Regions from separate parts of the Sus scrofa genome. Here region 1 is linked to region 2. A link is a contact called in public Hi-C data. All regions are on one chromosome and are shown on one strand. The core of a region is the stretch at or near the end of the contact, and the rest is flanking DNA. Distances in the headings are between cores, read along the strand shown. Region 1 holds the start of ILF3 (interleukin enhancer-binding factor 3). Region 2 holds the start of CDKN2D (cyclin-dependent kinase 4 inhibitor D).

Evidence for each region. A called contact is a pair of places that touch in the nucleus more often than the background predicts.
Region 1: a contact with region 2 is called in a Hi-C map of liver, with 2.3 times the contacts expected there. The contact joins the promoter of ILF3 here to the promoter of CDKN2D in region 2. A contact is called at or near these places in 3 of 5 promoter capture datasets (fetal liver, fetal skeletal muscle and skeletal muscle), 17 of 47 Hi-C or Micro-C datasets (alveolar macrophages, blood, embryonic fibroblasts and 7 more) and 2 of 2 datasets of contacts at active chromatin or transcription factors (alveolar macrophages and skeletal muscle).

What each region holds. Positions count from the first base shown.
Region 1 is chr2:69,411,316-69,417,807 of Sscrofa11.1, forward strand. ILF3 (interleukin enhancer-binding factor 3) reads left to right here and starts at 2,560. Exons shown (of 20, transcript XM_021083797.1): 1 at 2,560-2,833.
Region 2 is chr2:69,338,422-69,345,252 of Sscrofa11.1, forward strand. It overlaps CDKN2D (cyclin-dependent kinase 4 inhibitor D), which reads right to left and starts at 1,577. Exons shown (of 3, transcript XM_005654859.2): 1 at 1,417-1,577; 2 at 989-1,144. The coding sequence starts at 1,129. AP1M2 (AP-1 complex subunit mu-2) reads right to left here. Exons shown (of 11, transcript XM_021083790.1): 8 at 6,311-6,469; 9 at 5,339-5,464; 10 at 4,821-4,896; 11 at 2,868-3,291. The coding sequence ends at 3,269.

The DNA of each region.
Region 1 (6,492 bases), core at 1,310-3,809, 74 kb after region 2:
TCTCTACCCCCTACCCCAAACCATTACTCACATTGCTAAGGGGACTGCCTCCCCCAACCCCTGAATACTGACTTAGCCCAAGAACAAATCTGTGATAAAAATGGAAACTACCCCTTTTCTTATAACCAGCTGCTCCCTAAGCAGGGAGGCTGAATTCTCTCAGTGCTCCTGGCCAGTATGTTCATCAATGAAACCGGCTTGAAATATCAGTGCTCTGGCCTCCTGCCTCTTGATTTTCTGCTCTAATAGGGAGGAATTCCTATTGTGGTCCAGCAGGTTAGGAACCTGACTAGTGTCCATGAGGATATGGGTTTGCTTCCTGCCTCCTTTCAGTGGGTTAAGGATCCGTGTTTGCCTTGAGGTGTGGTGTAGGTAGCATATGCTGATCAGATCTGGTGTTGCTCTGGCTGTGGGGTAGGCCAGTGGCTATGGCTGGAATTAGTCCCCTAGCCTGGGAACCTCCGCGTGCAGCTACTGTGGCCCTAAAAAAGCACACACACAAAGTTGGGAAGCCATAGGTAAGACAGCATGGACTCATTCTGTGATAATCTGTGACCACATTTTTACACCTTACTTTGTCTTTTCTAGGGCCACACCGCCGGCATATGGAGGTTCCCAGACTAGGGGTGTAATCCGAGCAGCTGCTGGCCTATGGCACAGCCACAGCAACACCAGATCTGAGCCGCGTCTGTGACCTACACCACAGCTTACGGCAACGCTAGATCCTTAACCCACTGAGCGAGGCCAGGGATCTAACTCGCAACTTCACGACTTCTAGTCGGGTTCGTTAACTACTGCGCCTCGATGGGAACTCCGTATCTAAAAAAAAAAAAAAAAAAAAAAAAAACCCAACTATAATCTTGGGGCTTTTTTTTTTTTTTTTTTGTCTTCTTGCCATTTCTTGAGCTGCTCCCGCGGCATATGGAGGTTCCCAGGCTAGGGGTCGAATCGGAGATGTGGCTGCCAGCCTGCACCAGAGCCACAGCAACGCGGGATCCGAGCCGTGTCTGTGACCCACACCACAGCTCACAGCAACGCCAGATCGTTAACCCACTGAGCAAGAGCAGGGATAGAACCTGCAACCTCATGGTTCCTAGTCGGATTCCTTAACCACTGCGCCACAACAGGAACTCCATTGGGGCATATGTTTTGTGCAAAGAATTGTACCAGGTGCTTTTAAGGAAAAAAAAAAATCATATTTTGTAGATAATGCAAGAGAAGCTCAGGGAGGTGCACTAGTCTTGATTATACAGAGACCCAAACTTAGGGCGACCCTGGATCTTGCATTTTCTTAAAAATTTTTTTGGTTTTTTTTAGGGTTGCAGCCAGGCATATGGAAGCTCCCAGGAAGGTCTAACCGGAGCTGTAGCTACTGGCCTATGCCACAGCCACGCCAGAACAGGACCCCTCTGCGACCTAAACCGCAGCTCAGGGCAACTCGGGATCTTTAACCCACTGAGGAGGCCAGGGATCAAACCTGAGTCCTCATGGATGCTAGTCGGATTAATTTCCACTGAGCCGAGATGGGAACTCGGGATCTTGCATTCTTAAACTAGCTACACTATTCCTGCTTCTGCAAAAAAGATTTATTTAGGCCGTTAAGTCCTGAACTACTTGCCTCCGAATCTCAGCAATGTCTCTATCACTTGTCTACCAACGCCTGACTGATCCTGATTCTGGAAGAAAGCAGGACTTAGCTTAGGCATAGATTGTACACTGAGGATCTGAGGCTCCCAAGAGGATGCAACAACACCAGGATCGTAAAGTGATGACGCTCGGTCCCCCATGCCTTTACTTATGACCCCGACCTCCCCGCCAAGATGTGGCTGGCCAAGTGTCTCAGTCCAAGTCCCAGATTTCCCGCAAAAGACAGTGAGGCCTTCAGTCGGGTCTTTTTCTGGATCGGGCCTCAATTTCTTCATCTGTGAATGGGGGACTGGAAGATTCTGACCAACTGGGCTCTGCCCTTCAGAGGCTCCGGGCCGGGTAGTTTAGCGGGGCGCTACCCGTGAAAAAGTTTCAACACCAAAGACCCGGATGCCGAAGCAGCAACGAGGAGTTCTGTCCGACCTTTCCTCACACACACAGCTCGAGTCTGCTCGGCCTCTCGTGGAAAAAGCAGGCAGTGGGAAGGAAGTGCCACCGTACCGCTTCAGTAGCAGAGCGAACCTCTTCTAGCAACACCAGCCACCATGAGGACGCTCAAGAGCCAGCCTCTCTGACCGTTTCCGCCAACGTACTCCTGGCGACGGGCGTAAGATGGCGGCCGCGCAAGCGCATAAACTAGGAGACCAGGGAGGCTCCGCCCCTCCCTCGGCCTCACGTGGTAATGGCCGCTCAAAAACCGCAATTGAAAAAAAGAAAGGCAATGTTGTCACATGAAACAGGCCTACCAATACCGCAAAGGCAAGGAGCAAAAGTCCTTATCACATGGCCAAGGAGATCTCCGAATTTGCCACTGTCACATGATCAAGCAAAGGCGTGGAAAGAGGAGGAAAACGTCCCGACGCCACGTAACGTCTTACGGTTCTGTCACGTGACCAGGGCCCGCCTTCTTTTCTCTGTTCCTCCCTCCCTGCCTCTCCCGCTGGGCCTGCGTCGAGCGGTAACGAGGCGGCAGGGGGCGTGGCTCCGCCCGGTCACGTGGTTCCGCACCTCCCTAGCGCGCGCCCGCCCGCCAGCTCGTCCCCGGCCCCGGCTCCTCCTCCTCCTCTTCTCGCCATTGCAGTTGGACTCAGCAGCCCGGTGCGTACCGCGTGGCTTTTTGGGGAAGACCGAGGCGGGCTGTGGCCGGAGGGCGGTGGTTGCTGTCGAGGAAAGGGACCCAGACGAGGTAAGCGTCAATGTGGCGGCGGCCGGGCCCGCTCCCGCCTTTCCCCCTCCCCCCGTTCTCTCCTCAGCGCGGGCTCGGGTGAGGAGTTGCGGAGATAAGGCCTGAGGCGCCTTGTGTTCCCTGCTTTCGTTTGGTTCTCTCGCCCCAGTGCCTGGCTCCTTCCTCCTTTGCTAGCCTACCTCCCGCGCTCGGCCGTTACTCTCCCCCATTGTGCCGAGGAGACAAAATGGCGGCGGCGGCGAGGGCCCGGTGCGCGCGCATCCGCCCCCCCCTTCGCGGCCCCTCGGCCGGCGGTGGCGCCTCTCGCGGGGGTGCGCGCGCACTGGGCCCCCGGCTGCCGCCTCCCCCGGGTCGGGCTTTGTCTGTTGGGGCGCCACGCGCGCACACGCGCACGTGCGGTGAGCACACACCCCCCTCCGACTGGAAGCATCCTGCCCCGCGGAGCAGGGGCTACCCCCCCACCTCTTCTCTTTGTCCCATTCCGGTCCCGGGTTCCAGGAGAGTCCCAGGTTCTCGAGGCGGGAAACATCGCCTCCTTTGTCTTTTCGTGGAGCGGAGAGGCAGACCCCCTCCCTGGAACCCCGTCCTTAAGTGGATTGCAGAGGAGGTCTTTGTGGGTTCATGGGGTTTTTAAATCTCTGGTTAGGCTGGCCTCCCCCAGATCCGGATCCAGAATTGCTAAAAGGTTTATTTTAAGCTTTCACTTCATTTATTTTAGATGTTTCATTGATGTTGAATTTTTTCCCGATTCTCCCTCAAAATGGTGATCAGATGTGATATTTGGGTGCCCTGTGATCTTCCAGATTGAGACCCAAACATGAGCGCTTAAAATTCTTTTCTAGCTTACTTCCTCAAGTTGTTGAGTGACTGAGATTCTTGGGGTTGCTTTAGAGGTTTTGCCCTGGGCAGTTCTTCGCCTGGGGATATTATTTGGGATGTTTAAGGATCAACATGCTCTTGCCCAGTTCAGTGTCTAAACTTGGGGAGAGTAAGCCGTCTCTTCTCAATATTTCCAAAATTGATTGAAAATTGTTTGGCATCCTGCCTAGGGGACTTGACAGATCAGCAAGGAAGCATCATTACTTTTCCTGGACTCAGGTATTTCAGTGATTCTGAATCTTTTTATGATTGTTTAGCGTTCTAATGTCTCTAAAATGAGCGGTCTGGTGGCATATTTGGGGTCCATGGAAAAACACAAGGTGCCTTCTGAAGTTAGGGATCAAATCTGGACTTTAGGGATCAAATCTGGTTGGGAATCTCCATGGATTGGTTCACAGTGCTGCCCCTGTGCTTTATGTGTGGTCTCCTGGGATGTAGCTACAGCAGCCACTGACTGAGGCTGTGAATGAAGTGTGGGAATCAGAAGCTCACTCATAGCTGGGGTGGAGATGGGGGGGGTTCCAGGGCACCAACAGGTGCCATCTCTGTCCCTACTCCTGGGGTCTTTACCTGTGAGCTGTCTCTTGGCCATGTGGACAGTCTTGGTTCCTTGGAGTCTCTGCAGACCCTAGCATTGTCTGGAGTTGATTGAAGCCTGGCTTGGCCTTACCAGCACTGGGCACTGATTTATCAGTTTCCCTACCCTCCTGAAGCTTGGGGAAGCTTGGGAATTGCCCTCTTTCTGGAATGGAGTGGTGCCTGATCATTTGTAGTTTTTTTTTGTTTGTTTGTTTGTTTTTTTCTTGATTGAATTTGGCTAGTGCCTGTAGGTAAAAATTCTTTTGGCTCCTTCTAGAGTACTTGAGTATTTTTTTAGGGGCCCATATTCCTGGGTGTGAGGAATCTAAGGCTATCATTTTCCTTAATTTTTTTTTTTTTTTTTTTTTTTTTTTTGTCAAAAAACCCATATTGGCAAGACTGGCACTAACATTTTGACGTTGCAGATAAAGTGCTTGTTTTCATGCTCCCCTGGTTAAGTTCACCAGGTAGGGACAGGTGGAGTAAGTGATGAGGAAAGAACCTTCTCTTAAGTCTCTTTTCTTGGGTAAACAGTAGGCAGCATCATATTTGTCTTTAGGCTTTAGCAGGATGTGGGTGTTGAGAATGTTCTCACTTTTGAAAAAAGCTTTAGAAGTTTTCTTTCTTTTTTTTTTTTTTTTTTTGCCTTTTTTTCTAGGGCCTCTCCTGAGGCATATGGAGGTTTCCAGGCTAGGGGTCTAATCGGAGCTGCAGCCACGTGGGATCTGAGCCGGGTCTGCGACCTACACCACAGCTCATGGCAACACCAGATCCTTAAGCCACTGAGCAAGGCCAGGGATCAAACTGCAACCTCATGGTTACTAGTCAGGTTCGTTAACCACTGAGCCACGGCAGGAACCCCGTAATGAAGAAATTGAAAGTGTTGCTACTAGTTTTATCGTCGAGTGAATTTACTGTCCAAGGGTCATTTTCTTGTCCATGTATGATCACAAAGGATCATTTAGTTACAGATGATATTCAGTTGAATGTGCATCCTTTTTTAGTCTATAAGTTTGCTCCAAATTATTTTTATAATCTTAGGTGGTTAATGAGAAGTGGTGCTATTGGCAGTTTAAGGTTTATGATGATTTTTCTTCAAACAGCCATTCATATTATTTCCATTAGAATTGTAGTTTAAGCTGAAGGGTCAGGTCTCATTGGTATAATCTTCCAGGCTACTTGGTTTTCTGCTGCTTGCCTTTGAACTAATTTCTTCCTTTTATCTGAGTGTGTGTAAGCGATGAATATGGCATGTCAGGCTTCTTCTTAGTTGTACGTTTAGAGTTTTTGCTGGTTAATAATCCTTACTGTGTATTCGTAATTCAAAAAAGCTGTCAAACTGTCCTTAATAAGGAAATGACTAGCCTGGCCACATGGATCATACCGGCACTTAATATTTATTTATACTAGCCAAGAATTAAAACCCACTTTGATATCCTTTAGTGGGTGAATGGTTAAAGTATAGTAGTACATCCTTATCATGGAATACTACTTAGCAATACACACAGTTTGGGTGAATCTTGAGGCAATTATGGTGCATGAGATAAGCCATCCTGAAAGGTGTGCTCTACAATTCCATTCATATAACATTCTTGGAATGTCAAAATTTAAAAAAACGGTACATGGAATCGTTGCTAGGGATTAGGCATGGGGAGCGATTGGAATGTCAATGTGACAACTACAGAAGCAACAGGAGGGATCCTTGTGACAGCAGCAGTCTGTATTTGATTGTGTCAATATCAGCATTGTGGTTGTGATATTGCATTAAAATTTGTAAGATGTTACCATTGATGAAAACTGGGCAGAGTACACTGGAGATCTGTTACTTCTTACAACTGCACCAGAAGCTATAATACCTCAAAATTAAAAGTTTCATTTAAAAAAGAAACCCTTACCCACTAAAATAATTAATCTGTGCATGTTATGTTAATATACAACATCCTTTGAGAGGCAGTCATTTGTTTTCTTAAGCAGAAACTAGTTTTAAAACAAAATCTGAGGCATTCTTATGAGTTCATATGGGAAGGTTGTCTTATAACCCACTCCTCCATTCCCTGCAAGTGTGAACGATTTCTAAGTTGGCTTCCCTTGCTTCCTTGCTGCCTGAAGGGTGTGTTGCAGAGTTTGATAATTCCTACTTGGAGTCATGTTAAATCTTTTGCTGTGATACCATGTCTTTTCACAGATAGATTTTAAAACTT
Region 2 (6,831 bases), core at 327-2,826:
GAGGCCCAGGAAAATGGGGGACTGGAGAAAAGGGTCATTCAGGAGTAGAGAATGCCAGAGACAAGGTCCTCTAGAGAATGAGAAATTTGGGGGAATATAAGCTCCCAGGCAGAACAAGATCTCCTGAGAACAAGAACCCTCAAAAAACTGATCACCCCCAGGATAATACATCCCCTAGGGAAGAGCCCCCAAGGAAACTTTCAAGGAACCTAAGACCCTCCCCCAAGGAACCTGAGACACTTCTCTCCACATATGGGAAATCATCAGGAAATATGAAACCCCCACCAGGAAACAGACCCGCAGAGGATGAGAACACCCCCATCAAGGGAAAGGAGAGGCCCAGGGAATTTGAAACTCCTTCTCCAAGGAATGTCCCCCTCCCAAATAATGGGGATGCTCCACAAGGTACCTGACCCCTTCAAAAAATGGGATTCCTATTTTGTAAATGCCAAGGGAATAGGGATTCCCATGTACTCCCTTATTGGGATCCTCCCCCATAATATACCAATATGAAAATCCCCAGGGAATGGAGACCTCAGGGAGACACCCCCACCCGAAGCTGGATACCTCTCAGAGAAACTACCTCCCCCACCCCAGATGATGGGGACGCCCTGGAAACATGAATCCCTCCTTCCAGAGATCGGATCCTCCATGGAAGCTCCAAGAAACCGAAGCTGTCCCCATGAAACCGGGATTCAAAGAAGCTGAACCCTTACCCAAGGAATAAGAACTTCTCCTGGGAAACTGAATCCTCCGCAATCAGAGAACAAGGAATTCTCCAAAGATGGAAAGCCTTCCCCTCCCCCAACCTAACCCCATCCACCACCCACCTAAGAAAGGGGACATCAGGGAGCAAAGTCAGCCCAGAGATGAAGGAACAGACCCCAGTTGGCCACCGGGGACAGGAGACGAGAGGGAAGGGGTCTGGGGTCTCGGTCCTCGGCCCACTCCCCGCCTCGCCCTCGCTGCGGGGCCGGCCGGGCCTCACCTGCAGCGCCGTCTTGCCAAAGCGGTTCAGGACGTCGGGGTGCACCAGTTCGCGGTGCAGAAGGCGGCGCACCTCCTGCACGTCGCCCCGGGCCGCCGCTCCGCTCAGCCGGTCGCCGGCGCAGACCTCCTCTAGCAGCATATCGATACTGGCGGCCTGCGAAGCCCCTCGCCCCACCCCGGTGCGGTCAGTGCGGGGGAGCCCAGCGGCGATGGCCCTAACAGCCTTCCAGTCGCGTCCCCGGCCTGCGCTAGGATCCCGGTCCCACTCGCTAGTCCGGGGCTCCGACGCGACCCCCGCCCTCCCAGCTGGCTCCTCCCCCTGTCAGCCGGTGGGTAGCGAGGGGTTGAGAGCCCGGCCCAACCCTCCGCTGCCCACAGGGGCCTGCCGGCGCCCGCCCCTTAGGGGCCGGGTCTCCCCCAACTCACCCTCCCTCCTCCTCGACGGGCGGGGTCTGTTCTGAACCGACTCCGCGGCCGCAGTAGCCGAGCCGGCCGCCAGGGGGCGGAGCCACCACGCTCGGGGCCCCGCCCCCGAGCGCCGCGGATTTGTTTTCTTATGAACTTGCTACGTTGTAGCCCAGCAGCATTGCCCGGCTCGCGACCCTGTAGTGTCCCGCCCTCGCGGCCAGCACAGCCAATGGCCACGCGTCGTCAGGGGGGCTTTGCGCTCCAGAGGGGGCGGAGCCGTTGCTGATTGGGCGAGCTTCGGCGACCGGTGAACCGCCGGCAATGGCGGGGTTTTCAGTTTTTCAAACGCGCCGGGCGGGCGGGAAAGAGGGCCTGTTTAACTGACCCGGGGGATTAAAGGTCAGGGTAGGGTAGCGCGGGCTGCTCCAGGGCCTCGGCACCTTCGGGGGAAGGAAAGCAGGGCTGGGGCCGCCCAGTTCGGGATTCTCCCGTTCAATTACAAGATTAAGTATTTATTAGCTCTTATTGTACGCTGAGCGCTTTATTTAATTAATTTACTCTGTGCAGGAACCCTTCCTCGCGTTGGGGAGCGTACATTCAAGCACATAAATTTAGCGGTAAGCAGCGTGAAGAAAACAACGTGGAAATGGAATGGATGAGGAAGGAATCGCATTCAAGTTCAAGGGCGTGGAGGAAATTTCACGCTACAGCTGCAACGTGGATGAGGAGCGAGGCAAAAGTCGCGGTCGGAGGCTCTCAATAGAGGCCTTCAAACATTTACTGAGCACCTACTGTATAATAGGTGCCGAAGTGGAGAGCAAGCCGAGTACTTCCTGCTTCAGGACGCCGACCGTTTAGGGCTGGATAAATCGAAAATTAAATATTTTCAGAGTATACTGATAAAACGGCATTAAGTAATTCCTTTTTTGGGAAAGGAAGGCCTTTGAAATTGAGAGGTCAGAAAGGGCCACCCTGAGGAGGTAACATTTGGTTTGACCTGAAAATTAAGGGAAAAAGCCATGTGGATTTCTGGGGAAAAATACGCCAGGTGGAGGCGCTACAGATGCGAAGGCCCTGAGGTGAGAGAGTGCCCAGTAAGTACAGGAAGAGTGAGGTATAGAGGGAGAGAGTGGGAGGGAGGGATAATGCACTTTGGTCTTGTGGGCTGCGGTAAGCACTTGACTTTTACTTTTTAAAAAGAATGGAACCCTGGGAGGGTTCTGCGCACAGGACCCACGATCTGATTTAGGAGTTAACAGGTGCCCTCTGGCGGCGATGAGGGGAACTGGCTCTCGTCGGGGAGGGGAGCCCTGAGCCAGGGGACCAAAGTGGACGGAGGCAACAGAGAGGGCCTAGATGAGCAATGACCGGGGCTGAGAAATGGATATGTGTTACCTACTCTTATCCCAGCACTTCAGGTACATGGCTGGCATCCCCAGCCCCCAGCCAAAAAGCACATACACAGCAGCTAGATTAATTTTTTTAATGCCATCCTAAAACTCAGAATGGGTCAGCAGGGCCTCTGGGCTCAGCAACTGTGGAGGAGGGGCACCCTCCCCCCACCTCCTAAGGCAGGTCACTGCAAGAAGGCACTCACGAGGGGGACTTCAAGCCCCTCTTCTATTTCTTCATATAAAATTGGAGGTGGGGAGGGGCAGGAGCCTGGAGACAGGGAAACCACCCCGCCCAGCCTATGTGTAAAAGAAAAGGCTGGGAGCGATCCTGGTGCTGAGAGCAGGAAACTGCCAATTCAGACGCTGCCCTCACACACAGACATGCACGCCATCGTGCCTCCCTCTCTCTATAGAGTCTTCAGTCGGGGGCCTGGGGAGAGGGTGGCCCATGGTCAAGCCCCCACCTCTTCTCCCTTCTAACTGGTACGAAGTTGATAATCTGCAGGGAAACAATGAGTGGGGACCATCTCAGAACTAGGGAAAGAAGGCAGAAAGACAGCCCCCCACCCATCCTGAAATCCATCCCCTTCCCCACTATTCATGATTAGCTGCATATTTAACAAGGCTAAGGATGGGCTCAAACACAGGAACAGTAACCAGGAGTTCCCATCATGGCTTAGCAGTAATGAACCCAACTAGGATACATGAGGATGCAGGTTCAATCCCTGGCCTCGCTCATTGGGTTAAGGATCCGGCATTGCCATGAGCTGGGGTGTAGGTCACAGATGTGGCTCAGATCATGAGTTGCTGTGGCTGTGGTGTAGGCTGGCAGCTACAGCTCCAATCTGACCCCTAGCCCGGGAACCTCTATACGCCTCAGTACAGTCCTAAAAAAAAAAAAGGGACAGGGACAGTAACCACAGCAACAAGCCTGTTTCCAGGCAGTACATGGCACTGCTATGTGTTCAGCTCCTCATCCAAAACCTATCATCACAACCCTAGAAATGGCAAATCCCCCGCCCCGTTTTTTTTTTTTTTTTTTCTTTTTTGGCTGCCCAGCGGCATATGGAGTTCCCAGGCTAGGGATCAGGTCTGAGCCACAGTTGTGACCTAAGCCACAGCTGCAGCAACAATGCTGGACCCTTAACCCATTTTTTAAAAATTTTTTTGGTTGGAGTTCCCGTCGTGGCGCAGTGGTTAACGAATCCGACTAGGAACCATGAGGTTGCGGGTTCGGTCCCTGCCCTCGCTCAGTGGGTTAAGGATCTGGCGTTGCCGTGAGCTGTGGTGTAGGTTGCAGACGTGGCTCGGATCCCGCGTTGCTGTGGCTCTGGCGTAGGCCGGTGGCTACAGCTCCGATTCAACCCCTAGCCTGGGAACCTCCATATGCCATGGGAGCGGCCCAAGAAATAGCAACAACAACAACAAAAAGACAAAAGACAAAAAAAAAAAAAAAAAATTTTTTTGGCCATGCCTGTGGCATGCAGAAGTTCCTAGGCCAGGGATTGAACTTGCGTCACAACTATAACCAGAGCCACAGCAATGATAACACTGGATACTTAACCCACTAAGCTACAAGGGAACTCCCTGTCCCCATTTTAAAGACAGGCAGGAGTTCCCCTCGTGGCGCAGTGGAAATGAATCTGACTAGGGACCATTAGGTTATGGGTTTGATCCCTGGCCTCGCTCAGTGGGTTAAGGATCTGGCATTGCCATGAGCTGTGGTGTAGGTCGCAGATGAAGCTCAGATCCTATGTGGCTGTGGCTGTGGCATAGGCCGGCAACTGTAGCTCTAATTTGACCCCTAGCCTGGGGACCTCTATATGCTGCGGGTGCGGCCCTAAAAAGCAAAAAATAAAATAAAGACAGGCAAACTGAGGCCAAGGGTGGCACACTGACAAAGATGGGGTAGACCTGTAGCCAAGCCTTTTGAGGTCTGGCACCCTCTGAGACAGAATGTATCAAAGCCCCAAGACCATCCCCTTCATCTCCTTGTCCCCATCATGCCAGGAAGCCAGGCTGCCTTACCGCCACTCTGGGTAATATAGCGGACCCAGGGCAGGGCCTGATAACCACTCTTCTCGATGATCTTCATATATCGGACCTGCAAGGAGATGAAAAGAGGTGGCTCAGGCTATAGGAGGAGAGAGCCAATGGGACCAAGGGGATATATATATATATAACTTGGGGGAACAAGAGAGCATAGACCATCAACCATAATTTAAAAAAAAAGAACGCATAGGCTGGGAGTAATGACGTCACATGGCTCAGGGCAAAAATGTGGCAAGGGCAGTGTGGGGTGGGGAGGGGGGAAGTGGTCCAGGACAATGGGAAAGATGGCACCGTACAAGGGAATGGCACAGGGCAAAGCGAAAGGGGGAGGGACCCAGGCTGAGAGCAGAAAAGGTAACACTGTTGTAGGAAAAGATAAGGCTGATGGCAAAGGAGAGATGACTCAGGCCAGGGAAGGCCAAGCCGAGAGATGGGAGAGAAGGGATCCCACAGAGGTCAAGGAGAGGAGCCCCCCCCTTGCCCACTCCCTTCACCTGGATCCCGGAGACAGTGAAGTAGGGAATCTCAAACTTGACCCCGATGGGGGGCCGGCCCTCCACTTCCTCCTTCTCCACGCTGGGGAGGCCAAAGTGGGCACGCATCAGGTACTCCTTGCCTCCCTGAGGGCATATGGGGGTATCAGACACACTGAGGGGACCCCTCCATACCCTAGAACATCTTCACAGCAGCCCCCAGGGCAGGCTTGGCTCTCAGCCCATTTTGCAGACCAGAAAGTCAAGGCCTCCTGGCCCGAGACTCATAGCCAAGCTTCTGACTGCAAAGGCTGGTCAAGGGCCTTCTTTTTTTTTTTTTTTCATTTTACTTTTTTGGCTACACCTGCAGCATATGGAAGTTCCCAGGCTAGCAGGTGAGTCAGAGCTGTGGCTGAGACTCATGCCACAGCCAGGGCAACACCAGATCTGAGCTGCATCCGTGACCTACACCATAGGTTGCAGCAACACCAGATCTTTAACCAACTGAGCAAGGCCACGGATTGAACCTGTATCCTCACAGACACTATGTCAGGTCTTAATCCACTGAGCCACAATGGGAACTCCAGGTGGAAGGCCTTCTAATTATCACCTCCCATTTTCCAGGCCCCAGGGAACCTCTCCAGATCACAGAGACAGACCAAATCTTCTAGCAGCCCCAGGACCTGGGGTGGGAGTGGGGTGAAGGGGCGGGGACCATAACAACATCCTGCCTCTTTCACAGATGGGCAAACTGACGTTCCATGAGAGGAAATGGGTCTCCCAAGGCCATCTAGCTCAGAGAGCCAAGCGTGAGCAATCTGAACCCAGGGCTGGTTTCCTTAAGACTTGAGATGGGAGAGCTTAACCACCAGACTGGCCTGGTTTCCACCTTTTCGCACATGTGGCGCTCTGCTTTATTCTTTGCCTCAGTCACAAGCAGCAGGGGCCAGGCCCCCGGATTTCCCCCCAACCCCAACAGTGCCCGGGACTCACCGGGAATGACTTGATGCTCCAGATAACGACATTCTTCTCTGGCACGTACTTGGCACTGCCCACACTGGTTTTGAAGCGTGGGGAGTCAGCATCGCTGGGAACAGGCACAGATATCTCCACACTGTTGGCCACCGACTGCTTCTTAAACTGCCCCTTGGCCTATCAGTGAAGAGAGTGAAGAATTCACTCATGCAGATATTCACCAAGCCCTTTCCACGCCATCTTACCGAGAGCCTTCCACAACCTGAAGTGGGGACCATGATCCTGTCCATTTTCCAGATGAGGAAACAGAGAAGTTAAGGCATTGGCCTGGAAGTGCACAGCCAACAAAGTGGCAGAGCTGGGCTCCACACCCACAAGAGACTCTAGAGGCCCTCCTCCTATTTTTTTTTTTTTTTTTTAAGGACCGAAGGTATAGCATATGGACATTCCCAGGCTAGGGGTCCAATCAGAGCTGCAGCTGCCAGGCTACGCCCCAACCACAGCAACACTATGTCCGAGCCACATCTGTAACCCATACT